2 separate regions of the Mus musculus genome follow, and region 1 is linked to region 2. Evidence: chromatin contacts called from public Hi-C data. All regions are on one chromosome and are shown on one strand. The core of a region is the stretch at or near the end of the contact, and the rest is flanking DNA. Distances in the headings are between cores, read along the strand shown.

The links. Hi-C and Micro-C count contacts between places; a contact is called where the count stands out from the background.
Region 1: a contact with region 2 is called in a Hi-C map of CD8 T cells, with 4 times the contacts expected there. The contact joins the promoter of Sgo1 here to the promoter of Mocs1 in region 2. A contact is called at or near these places in 2 of 484 Hi-C or Micro-C datasets (CD4 T cells and CD8 T cells).

What each region holds. Positions count from the first base shown.
Region 1 is chr17:53,686,349-53,692,918 of GRCm38.p6, reverse strand. Sgo1 (shugoshin 1) reads left to right here and starts at 3,604. Exons shown (of 9, transcript NM_028232.2): 1 at 3,604-3,708; 2 at 4,799-4,929; 3 at 5,061-5,208; 4 at 5,639-5,835. The coding sequence starts at 5,067. It also overlaps the pseudogene Gm31532.
Region 2 is chr17:49,424,652-49,430,800 of GRCm38.p6, reverse strand. Mocs1 (molybdenum cofactor synthesis 1) reads right to left here and starts at 2,437. Exons shown (of 11, transcript NM_020042.2): 1 at 2,237-2,437. The coding sequence starts at 2,359.

The DNA.
Region 1 (6,570 bases), core at 2,355-4,854, 4.3 Mb before region 2:
AACCAAAACAAGCCTAAACACCATTTTTAGAGTATACCTTTTCTTTTTCTTTTCATTAAAACAATTTTTTCATCCAACATAATCTAATCATGGTTTCCTCTCCCCCAAGTCCTCCCAGACCCTCCCTACATCTTCATCCTCCCAACTCCTATCTCTGTCTCTGTCTATCTGTATATCTGTCCCTATCTCTCCGGGAAAAAAAAAAATATATATATACCAAATTTTAAAAAAATCTACTGAGTCTAGAGTGAAGGATCAGCAGTAAAGAGCACTTGTTGTCTTGCAAAGAACTTCAGTTCAGTTTTCTAGCACCCACATCTGTAAGTCCAGTTCCCAGAGGTTGCTGTTTTCTCCTGACTCCACAGGTAGTAGACATAATGTGCATGCACACATGCAAGCAAACACTCATCCAAGTTAAAGAAACACACAAATACACCTATTTGTGTATGAATATCTCTATATCATGTTGAGTAAGTACACAGTTTTTAACAATAAACACCATAGACTTATTATGATTTAAAAAAATAAATAAGGGGTTGGGGATTTAGCTCAGAGGTAGAGCACTTGCCTAGCAAGCGCAAGGCCCTGGGTTCGGTCCTCAGCTCTGGAAAAAAAAAAAAGATAAAAAATAAATAAAGCAATACATAGAACGCCCTGGCACAGAGCAGAGCATGCGCTTACGTTACATGTGTTTATGTTGCTGTGATGAAATACATGACAGAAGCAACTTAAGGGAGGAGAGATGGTTCAGGAGTTGTAAGTCCATCATGGCAGGAAAGGCAGGATGACAGACTAGATGTGTGGCAGTGGGAGTGTGCAGTAAATGCTTGTACATGCCACTGAGCAGAGCAGAGAGAGCCTAGGCCCAAAGCAGTCATCCCCAACCCTCCCACCTCCTCCAGCTGTGTCTCATAGCCTAAGGTTTTACAACCACCCGAAACAGCGTTACCATGTAGAGATAAAGTGTTCAAACCCATGAGCCTACAGGGGAGATTTAATATGCCAAAATAGGAATGCAGTGTAGTGGCTCATACCTTAAACACACACTTAGGAGGCAAAGACAGTAGGTTGTATGAGTTCTAGGTCAGTCTGATCCACATACCTATGTCCAAGCCAGCCAAAGCTACATAATGAGACGCTGTCTCAAAAACAAACAAACAAAACGCCAGCACGGCCAGCATCTTAGTTAGGGTTTCTATGGTGAAGAGACACCATGACCAAGGCAACTCTTATAAAGGACAGCATTTAATTGGAGCTGGCTTACAGTTTCAGGGGTTCAGTTCATTATCATCATGGCAGGAAGCATGGCAGCCTGCAGATAGACATGGTTTAGGAGGAGATGAGAGGTCTACATTTTGATCTGAAGACAGAAAGAAAGAGACTGTTTCAGCAGCATTCAATTAAGCCTGGGAGCCCTCAAAGCCTGCCTAAAGAGTGACACACTCCCTCCAACAAGGCCTCCTCATAGTGCCATTTCCCATAGCCCAAGCATATCCAAACTGCCACAGGCAGTAAATTCAATTAAATACTTACATTCTTGGCACTAGGCTGAGAAATTCAACCCTCTAAAATAGAAGTATACAGCAAGGATTCTGAGGTTTAATAAGTTATTTCAAGTGGTTAAGATACATTTCTAAAACATGCAGATGAAAGCTACAAGCAATCTAAAAAGTAGGACTTTCCCCAGCCTGTCTGTCTACTGTACACTTATATAGGTTCTCCACAGCTTGGGACTGCTCAACAAAGGAAAAGACTAAGCCAATATAAGTGGGTACCAAAATGATGTGATAGTTTGCTGCATTTTGGTTCTGACAAATTCCTTAAAACTTTTGGTCACCAAGTTTCTAACATTTGTATGCTATTCAAATTAATACACAGCACATGACATGGTAAGTATTAAAGAATCTTTCAAAGGGTTTTTTAATTCTTATTTTTGTATATATGTATGTGTTCTCTTTGATCACGTATGCCACATGCTGTACACAGGTGCCCATGAAGAGGGCATCAAATCTGGAGCTGAAGTCAGAGGTGGTTGTGAGCTGCCTGACATGGGTGCTCAGAACTGAACTCAGGTCCTCTGCAAGAGCAGCAAAAGCTTTTGATATCTGGATCATATCCACATTTCCAAAGGAATCTTTTTTAAAAAATTTTTTTTAATGTCAGCACTTGGGAGGCCAAGACTAGCATATCTCTGTGTGTTCCTGGTCATCGCAGAAATATCACGAATTTGAAGTCTGCTTAGGCTGTGTAAAAAACCTGCCTTAACCCGTTGTTTTGTTTTGCTTTGTTTTGTTTTTTGAATGCCAAATAAACAGACCAAAACCAAACTTTTTTAGGAGATGGACATGGTGGTACACACATTTAATCTAGCATTCAAGAGACAGAAGCAGGTGGATCTGTTTGCATTTGAGGCCAACCTCAAATATATAGTGAGTTCCAAGACAGTCAAAGGTACACAGAGAGACTTCTCTACAGCGTAAGGAGTTAGAGGTCATCCTGGGCTACAAGAAGACCCTGTCTCAAAAACAAAAACAAACAGAAAACAAAGAAGAGAGCCATAAATGAGCAGCCGTGGAACGATAATCTTAGGACCCTAGGTAAGAAATTAAGAGTGTGAACCTTGTGTGATGACCAGCATAGTAAAATATAACTTGTTATATTGGCTACGTATATCTATCTACCTTATGGCACAAGACATCTGCCAAGGATATGACTTATGAAGCAATCACTCAACTGTGGAGGCTCCAAATGTCTTGTGGTAGGGCTCCCTGCTGCCACCTTCCCCTTCCCATTTTCTTTGTGTGCCTTCAGAACTACCCAGTAACGCTGCCTGATGTGTAAGCGTGCCGAACTTTTCTCAGCATGACTAAACCCAATTCCTTGACTATTATCAGGAACTGATAAAGAAGTTTAGATTGTTCCCGGGAAAGCACTTTAAAAAACGGATCCCACAAGATGACCTTCTAATTCAGTCACGGCTGCTGCACTACAATGACTTCTGAGGTGAGCGCAGCCGGTTGTAAATCTCTTCCGTAAATGCACAGGACAGGATCGGGCTGTCACTTGGCGTTTCTTCTTGAATCAGCCAGGCCCACCCGCAGATCTCGCCAGCGGGCTGAACCTGGAGAGCCCAGTCTCTCACATCAGTCCTTTCGCTGAGCCTGCGCTAAACGTGCTGGATGGACGTTTGCCACACGGGCGCGCCCCGGAGCACAAGAGCTGCGCGGCCTTGGGCGCCCTGACAAGCCACGCCAGGATCTGTTTGGATCTTTCGTGCTCCAACTCAGGCTTCAACTCGAACTCGTCATTCTCCTGCCTCAGCCTTCTGAGAGCTGGGCTCTCAGGCCTGCGTCAACACCCCAGGTCTAACCGGAAGTCAGGGACGCACCCAGACAAGACCCAGTCTCAAAGTCGCTAGATCTCTAGGCTGTGGGAAGGCGGACGCCGAGCCAAGGCCTCAATTCCAGCCTGACTCCACCCCCTCTACCCCACCCCAGCCACAGCTGCGCGTGCGCAGGCGCGCCACGTGATGCCATTCCCCGGGGCCGGGCGCTGCGTCTACGGAGAAGGGCGGGCCGGAGTGTCACGTGATGGTGTCCGGCCAGCCAATGGATACGCGTAACGCAGAATTTCGAATGTGGCGGCGGTAGCTGCGGAGCGCGGCGGAGCGGGAGGTTGCATCTGCTCGTCCGGACCTGAGTGGCCGAGGTACGGAGCGGTACGGGCGGCGGGACTGGAGGTATCTCTCCGACCGGACGACGCGTTCCGCTCGCGAAAGCGAGCACCCCGAAATCGACAGGGCTTTTGCTCAATCAAAGTAGCAAAAACTTTTTAGATAGGGGCCGGAGGAAGGGGTGTTCTCGCCGACTTGCACTGTCTAGCACGCACAAGGCCCGATTTCCATCCCACTGTGCTCGCGCACGCGAACAAACTGTAATTAACTTTAACTCTATCAGTTATTCATTCTGTGTGTCACTCAGATGTCTCCGGTGCAAACTTTTAAAACTTGATGGTGACCCACCCATTCTTATAAGAAGTCGTTGCATTTATTCTGTTGAACTCCCCTCTCCAATCTATCGTATATACACATTGGTAAAAATAAAGGGTTAGATAAGATATACAGTACCAATTTAAGGCTTCATTATGCGTGGAGGAAAATACGTCCTGGTGAGAATACTCAAGAAGAGATTCAAGAAAACACTTAACTAAAAGGAGATGAATCAAGATAGTTCTTGTGGTGACAATTATATGCACACATTGTGGTTGGCAACAGTTTACAATTTTGAGACCAGGAAGTTTATTTTGCTTGAAGCACGCTACTGTTATTAACATGAATACATGTTTTCTCAGCCCCAAAATTACTAGAGAAAAGCTGCCAAACAGAAACCCAGATATACATATAAATTGCTTCTGAACTAATACTGTAATCCTAAACACTAAAGGTTGGCTATAAACATTGTAAGAAAAGTAAGTCTGCTTATGGCTCATACATTTGTGGTCCCAGCTACTCAGGAGGCTGAGGTAGGAAGGACATGAGAGCTCTTAAGTTCAAAACCAGACTGGGTAACAGCAATATCCTGTCCCAAAATAATAAGTTCCCATAGAGCCTAGAATGTTGTACGCCTCCAATGAATATTTACTATAAGATGAATAATTGATACTTTCTGGAGTTATTTAATACTTTCCTATGAAATAGTAGAAGATAAGGTTATAGCAAAAGCATGAATGACATTTTATGGGATTTTTTTTCTTATGATGGCTTGATTCTAACATCTTTTTTCTTCTTGTTTTGTTTTAGATGAATTTCACTATGTAGCCCAAGCATAAATCTATGACCCACCTGCCTTAGCCTTTTTAGTAGCTTGGATTATTCTACAACACCTGACTTAATATTTCTAAGCAGAAAATCAAAATATTGCTTTTTTTGAAGTAAGTTTACAATTTAGTCTTTTGTAATCCCTTCTTGATGAACAGCCTATGTTTCTTAAATTTTATGTTTAAAAAATATCTGAGAAGTGTTCATTGGTTTTTTTTTTTTTTGTTTTGTTTTTAATTCAAAGACAAAGATGGCTAAGGAAAGGTGTCAGAAAAGGTCCTTTCAAGATACCCTTGAAGACATTAAGAATCGAATGAAAGAAAAAAGGAATAAAAATTTGGCGGGGATTGGGAAACGCAAGTCCTTTATTGTTGCACCGGGCCAAGTACCCAGTAAGAGAATTTTGTGTTGTCTTCTTCCAGCATTCTTACTTTGAAAGTGTGGCATTTGTGTGTGTTGTGTGTGTTTCTTTGTGTGTGGAGCACAGTGGGGTGTTGCTGTAGTAGAAGTTCTGGAGTCCTGCTATTAATCTCTGCCCTGTTCCCCTGCAAAGGGTCTCTCACTGAACAAGGAACTATTGTGGCAGCCAGTCAAGCCCCAGAGATCCTCCTGTCTCCACACACCTTTAACACCTTACCTTCCCTCCGTCCTGCCACAGCAGATAGAGTCACCAGTGTGCAGGACCACACCTGGCTCTTTAGGGGATTTGACCTGTGGGCCTCATTGGTTTCTTAGCAAGCACTCCTAGCCATTGAGAGATATCTCTAGCCTCTGCTTCACCTTCTAGGTTGAGGCTTACTAACTGAAAATTTTATCTTATAGCTAACACTGCTACACTACTGAGATATTACCAAGATAACAACAGGTTGTTAGTCTTGGCTTTGGAAAATGAGAAATCCAAAGTGAGAGAAGCACAGGATGTCATCCTGCAACTGAGAAAAGAATGCTACTACCTTACTTGTCAGCTGTATGCATTGAAAGAGAAGCTAACTTCCCGACAAAGTGAAGAAACTACTCAGGTATATTCAGTACAAAACTTTTCTGTGTAGTTTTGCCATATGCAGTTCAGCTTTATATAGATTTAGATATGGAAAATATTCTTAAGTATTCTTCGGAGAGTCACTTTTTAAAAAAATACTTCATTATATCCATTTACTCTGTGTGTGTGTCTGTGTGTAGTTCAGAGGATAACATTAGGTGTTATATAGAAATAAGTAACATACATATATGTGCCCTCACATATAATGTGTATATTGACGTTATCGAAGACAGTTGTCTTTCTAGAAGGTGCTATTTCTTCCTGAGTGTCATGTATACCTGCGATTTTGTGATGCCAGAACTCAATATGCTAACTCAGAAAGACCCAAGTTATGGGTCAACCTGAACTGCACAATGAGACCTCATCTCTAGAAGAGATTTTTGAAGCCTACATATGATTTCATGACTTTTCTCTAAGATTTCAATTACTTTTTAAAGATTGTTTTCCTTCAACACTTAATCTTTTTTCCTCCTTTTTCAGTTAGTACAGTGTAAACCTAATGGTTTCTGAATCTCCCCCATGGTTTTCCAGTTTTTAAACAATTCCTTTTTAATTGTGTGTGTGTGTGTGTGTGTGTGTGTGTGTGTGTGTGTGTGTGAGTGGTGTGAATATATGTATGTGAGTATGTGCAAGTATATGTATGTGAGTGTGTGTGCACATGGAAGCCAGAGACATTGGATCCTCATCGGAGTGGAGTTACAGGCATTTTGAGCCA
Region 2 (6,149 bases), core at 1,188-3,687:
GGGGGGGGGGGTCTTTGCATCTCTGTTCCTGACCAGCATAGTCCTCTCCCCTGAGACATGGATTTCAAGGAACTGAGTAAGTTGAAAGCAAAAAGGAAAGACTTTCCCAGTACCATCCTCCTTGCTGCCTCCCCCCAGCACCGTCCTCCCTACTCCTTCCAGAACCACTCCCGTGATTTCTCCTGCACCAATTCCTGTCTTCAACACCCACCTGCCAGCTTTTGCTCTTTTCTAGAACTCTGAACAGCTAGGCGACTTTGTCTTTGCCTGAGTCACCTAGAGTCCTTTAACCCCACCATAGGCAGTGGGCTCAGGCCTCAGTCCAGAACTCTTTTCTGCCCCCCCAGAAAGTCAGAGTAGCGTTCCAGAGAAGGAAAGGGTTTGCCTGAACTAAATGTTCAGGAAGCTGTCTGTTGTACCTCGGCCAAGACAGCAGCTCCTCTCCATTTCCCTTAGGCGCCTGTGGAAGCTGTCCACCCGTCCTTAGACTGCCCCAAGACCCCCTTTCCACTCTGCACAGCCAGCTCCCACCTAAGATTCAGTTCTCTTTCACACCCACACCGTCACACGCAGGAAGCCCAGTGAGCATCCACCATGGCTCCCCACCTCAGCCCACCAGAGCACTGTGAAGGGCAGGCAGAGGGTCCCTGGAGGAAAGGAAGGCAGGGCGAGGGTGGCGGATGTTTGCACCTCTGCTCCTGCCCACTGGCAGTTCTATAAAGGAGCTGAGTACCTCATTTCACCTCACCTCTAAGATGCTCTTACAGATCTCATGCCCTATGCTCCTGTACAAGGTGAGCCGGTTTAAGCCTCTGGATTTATAGACAGAAAGCAAGGGAAAGTGAGTGCACAGACTAGAAGCCAGGTAAACTTAGAGGCCAACGAAAGATAAGATCACAGGTCTCCTTAGGCCTTGCTCTGTCTACTGCTCCACCTAACTCATTAGATGTGCTTCAAGCAGCCAAAAGACATTTGCTGGCTTGGCTGGCTACATGCACTGAGGGAAACACCGGAGGAAATACTTAGAAAGGCGAAGGGAGACCTAGCATCTAGGAACTGTCAATTAGTGGAAGACGGTCCCAAGTGAGATATGCAGAAAGCAATGTCTGAGGTACCACTGAAAGAATGACTGCTTGCCCTGGTAGGATGTGTCCAACAGGACCTAGTACAGCACCCCAGGGGAGAGGCTAGCACAGGTGTTTCTGTTTAAGGTCCCACCTTTACTGTGCCCCAAGAGAGAGTGTGAGGCCAAGGGGCCATCAGCTAGTCACACTGCACAGGCCCCCTCACAAAAAGCACAAAATCCATGATGAGGAAGAAAAAAATTATTTTTTGCTAGTATCGGTTTTTAAGAGCTCCCATGGTGGCCTTGGCTATCCTAGCGCTTTTCACTCAAGTACAAAGTTCAAGGGTTTGGAGAGCCCTGTAACAACAAGCCTGCTTTATCTGAGGATCCCAGAGAGGCAAGTCTGAGGAAGTGAACGCTCTGACATAAGCCTGCCTATGTCTTGAGCAAGATGGGAGAGGCAAATATTGTGAAATTCAGAGTCCTGGGACTTCACGCTCAGTTCTGGAAGACAGAAGCGGATGGAACAGTTTCGCAGGTTTCCCTAACCATTTAGATAAAACAACAAACTTAAGACCTACCGTCACTGGAAACACTCGGAGAAGTGCAATACAGGACCCTGCCCCTCACTATGAAGACAGGCAGGAACTCCTTATCACGGAACCTGATCTTGCTCTCGTTCTCATCAAATGAGGCCACCCCATCCCAAGAGAAAGAAGATAGGTCATGGAACCCTGCCACAACAAAGTGACAACCGGCTGTGCCGGACACCTGGCTAGCAATATTTTTTAGTCCTTGTCAAAGAAGCAGTTGTCCGGGGGACACCTGACTGCACTGGCACCCTCCTCCCCGGAGGTGAGGAATAATGTTTAATAGACTGGGTGGAAGCGAAAGCTGGAACAGCTCACTGGAACCTAACTCTCACTCCTTAATAGCACCCCCTTTTCCTGCTGCAGCACAGCTACCTGTTATTAGGTGGTTCTCCAGGGAAGGGGGTGCAGGGGAAACTGAGGAGTCCTTCCCGCTGGGCAGGAGTGAACTCAAGCAACCCAGCAGTGAGTGCCCAGGGTCCTCCCCAAAGGAAGCCTCAGGACAGAGTGCATTCTGAAGATTAGGGTGGCTTGGATCGCCCTCCAGGTAGGTGTGTGCAGGCGGGCTGGGTGGGCTCACCTCCCTGGTAGGTCTCGAGGGCTCCCCGGGGCGAGGCTGCGTCACCGGAGCCCCCGAGCTGCAACCCCGAGCATTGGACCTCAGGAGCTGCCGCACTATTCCGAACGCAGGCCGCGCCGCCATGAAGTCAGCAAAGGAAGTACCCGGCCTGAAGTGGGCCTCCAGAGCACTCTAGCCCGGGACCTGGAACAGAGTCATTTCGGAGGGGCGGAGCAGAGGGCGGCGCCCAAGTAGCCAATCAGCGAGGGTGCCTCTCCGCATTGCCCTCTGGAAGTTGTAGTCCACGCGTTCCGCCCCCTTCCAGGACGGAAGCGTGTTCTTGTGCAGAAATGCCAAGTCTGGGAGAGCTATGTTCTTTTCCTTCAGCTTTGCTTGGTCTTGGATTTAAGCTGTCTTTAGATGCAGAATTTAAAGGGGTGACATAAAAACTTCTAGGCACGTTATACTTTTTTTTTTCTTTTCGTTATGCAGGGGAGTAGAGACCCTTACACAGTGTCTCAAAGGTGTAACCCTGGCTGCCCTGGAACTCGCTTTGTAAACCAGGATGGCTTCAAATGTACAGATCGCCTTCTGCATCTGCTTCCCGAGTGCTGGGATTACAGCCCTTCAACTCTGACTCCAATGAAAATAATATTTTCTTTTTTTTACTCTTTAAATTATTTTTTAATGTATGAGAGTTTGCCTGCCCACCCTTAAGTGCACCATGGCGCAGTTGGTGGCCATAGACACCAGCAGGGGGCGTCGGATCCCTTGGAACCTGAGTTACAGATGGTTGTAGGATACCATATGGGTGATGGTCCCCTGGAAGAGCCGTCAGGCCTCTTAACCACTGAGCCATCTTTCTAGTCCCTTAACTTATTTTTTAAGTTAGCATACAAAATAGCATGCTACTTTATGACATAGTCTTAAGTCAAATAATATCTCAATACATAAAAATCTGCTTGGGTGCGCCAGTAAAATACCAATATTCTATTTAAAAACATCAACTTTACTAATTGCCTTCACTTTACCCTACACCAGACTCTGCTTGTATCTCAGCTCCCTTCTTATGGACACTCTAGTTGTGTCTCCCATACATCAATAGTCTTTGTTTCTCCGTTTAAAAACAGATTTATGAAAGGAAGACACAAAAGAATGGGTGACCCTCGAATTGCTCCCTACACACAGAACTCTGAGCTAACCATCAATCCCATGACCCTGGTGTGGATAGAAAGTTTGTGTAGCAATTAAGGAAAAAAGTCTCAGAGAGTGGAGGCAATTTTTCCAGAGCTGTGTAGCTGATTAAACTGCCCAAACCTTGTAGAAGTTAGGCCTGGTTCTTTCTCCCAGTCCCATGCTCCCAGAAAGAAGACTCAGATTCAAAATATATTTACAACTACATTGGCCATATAGTTAGGCTCTTCTCTGATTAGAATCATAACTTACATCTTATCTTGTTCTACATTCTGGCACGTGACTGGTTACCTGTGCTCAGGTACCATGAAGCCACGACCAGCATAGAGCATGTGTGAGCTGTAGTTGGAAGAGGAAGTATGGCATACAATCCAGAAGAACTGACAGTTCCTCGGCGACGGAAGAATAACAGGACATCGCTGATTTTTACAAATACAGGCTGGTTATTGTAAAAGCAGGGGTGGTTTTGTCTGGATAGTCAGATAAGCCTTCTCCAGATTGTTTTGTCCTGTCTCAACTTTGAGTAGCATTATGGGGAAAAAAAGTATCAGCTTGAATTGGAATGGATTTGGTGGGGCATGTCTGTCAGGATCTGCGAGAGGCCTGGGGATCCCCTGAGAATGGCTGACACGCTGCCCACCACTACGGCTATCTCTGCCTGCATTTGTCAGCAGAACTGGGGGGGGGGGGTAGAAAGCAAGAAAACAAAACCCATTTCTTTGCAGGTGGAAGGCCTGAAAAGCTTTCAAGAGAGCATCAAACCCAGGAGAAAAAGCTTGTTGACATGATAGACTTGAATCAGGAACAAGAATGTGGAGGCAGATGCCTCAGGGGGCTGAAAGGGCTCAAAATAAATTCTGTGGCCGCATCTTCTCAGAGAAGAGAGAACCTAGTATCCACACAGAAAGAGAGTGCTCATATTAGTACCCAGAAAATCACCCATAGGAAGCCATAGGAAGCTTTCACAAACACTGCCATGGAACCTGTGAGACCATCTGTTGTCTGGTGGGGGGGGGGGCTTAGGTTTATTGTAGACACTCCCACCTCATGCACAATCAGCAACAGAGGTCTCAGATGTGTGTGCCAATCCTGGCGTTTTGAGAATTCCTTCCCTAGGGAGACGTCCAAGTCAGAGTCTATCAAAATTCAACCCAGCAAAAAACCAAGTTTGTCAGGCTTGCTTTACTTAGAGTGTGGGTGAGGGGTCTCTCCACAGAGCAGCAGCACCAGAAAGTCTGTGTCTGGCAGAAATGATGGCTTCCCCATCGTTGTGTAGAAGGTGTCCCCTTCCCCTAACCTTTCCCAGATTGCATACTCTAGCATGCCCTGGAGCCACAAGTTGGAACAGAATGGTATGCAAATACCCAGAAGGGAAAGGTGGAAATTCAGTGAGGGTCCCGTGGTCCTTCCTGCTTCCTTCTTCAGAATGAATGGCAGTAGTCTCCAGGCCTGGCGGTAATGAATGGACTCTTGCAAGCAGGCACACTAGATCTAATGAAGATGGCAGCTGTTTGGCTCAGAGGAGCAAGCTCTACAACTTCTGGTCCCAGATCCATGCAGAGTTGATGCTGGAAATCATCTCTATGTCTTCACAAAAATGGAAGATGAACATGGTGTGCAAATTCCCATGAGTAGTTACGTCTATTTCTTTAAAGATGTTGCCATCACGTTACACGGAGACGCCCGTTAGACACCTTTCTTAGAGGGTTTGGGGGTGTCCTATCCTCCACTCACTTTACACTTCCTTGTTGTTTATTCTACCTGAATTTCCCTGTTCCCTCACTAAGAGGTCAACCCATGGATTCTCCAATCTGCTTGCAGGCTTCTGCTTGGATCCCACAAGTGGAAGGCACACTCAGGGAAGCAGAGTTGGTGGGAGGGACAAATGGTCACATGCATATCTCCCTGACTTTACTTTCTGACCACCAAGCAGGAAGGCAAAGAACGGCAAGCGTATAGGATAATTCTACACCTGAAAGCTGAGATTGTCTACAATAAAGCAACACTTACTCAGTTCAGCATTCAATCTAAAATAGATCCTTTTCTAGAAGCCTGGCAAAAACTCATGTGTTTGGCAAGCATGAAGACCTGAGTTCAAATCCCCGATATCCCATATGTACTGTGTGCACCTAGCAGAGATTGGAGAATCCCTGGGGGCAAACAGGCCAGTCACTGTTACAGAATCAGGGAGTGGCAGCTCCATTGGGAGAACCCCTCTGGTACTCTTGGAGGTAGGCACCCCTCGCCACAGTCTTTAAGGTTACAAATGTCCTCTTTACCTGACCCATTACCCCCACCTTGGGAGCTGCGATCCTGTAGTTTTCTTAGGCCCAACTGGGCTGTTGTGCCCCTTTGCCCTCCTCTCCCACCTTCCCCTCAGAGCGACCTGTGTTCCCACAGCTCTGCTAGGCCCTCCTGCAAGGTGAAAGGAGGAAGAGATGACCCAGTGGATAAAACGTTTGCTGTGCAAATACAAGGACCAGAATTTGGATCCCCAGAACCTGTGTGGAAACAGAACAGGTCTGGTGACTTCCTGTTAGCAGTCAGGAAGTTTAGGTCAAGGAGGCCAAGGCAAGCCTGCTAGCTAGGCTAGTGAAACTGGTGAGCTTCTGGGGCCAGCAAGATACCTCGCCCTAATAAATAAAGGGAGAGCAACTGAAGAAGACACCCAGTGTTGACTTTGGGTTTTCACACGTGTGTATGTATATGTGCACGTGCATTGGCACATACACAGGCATCC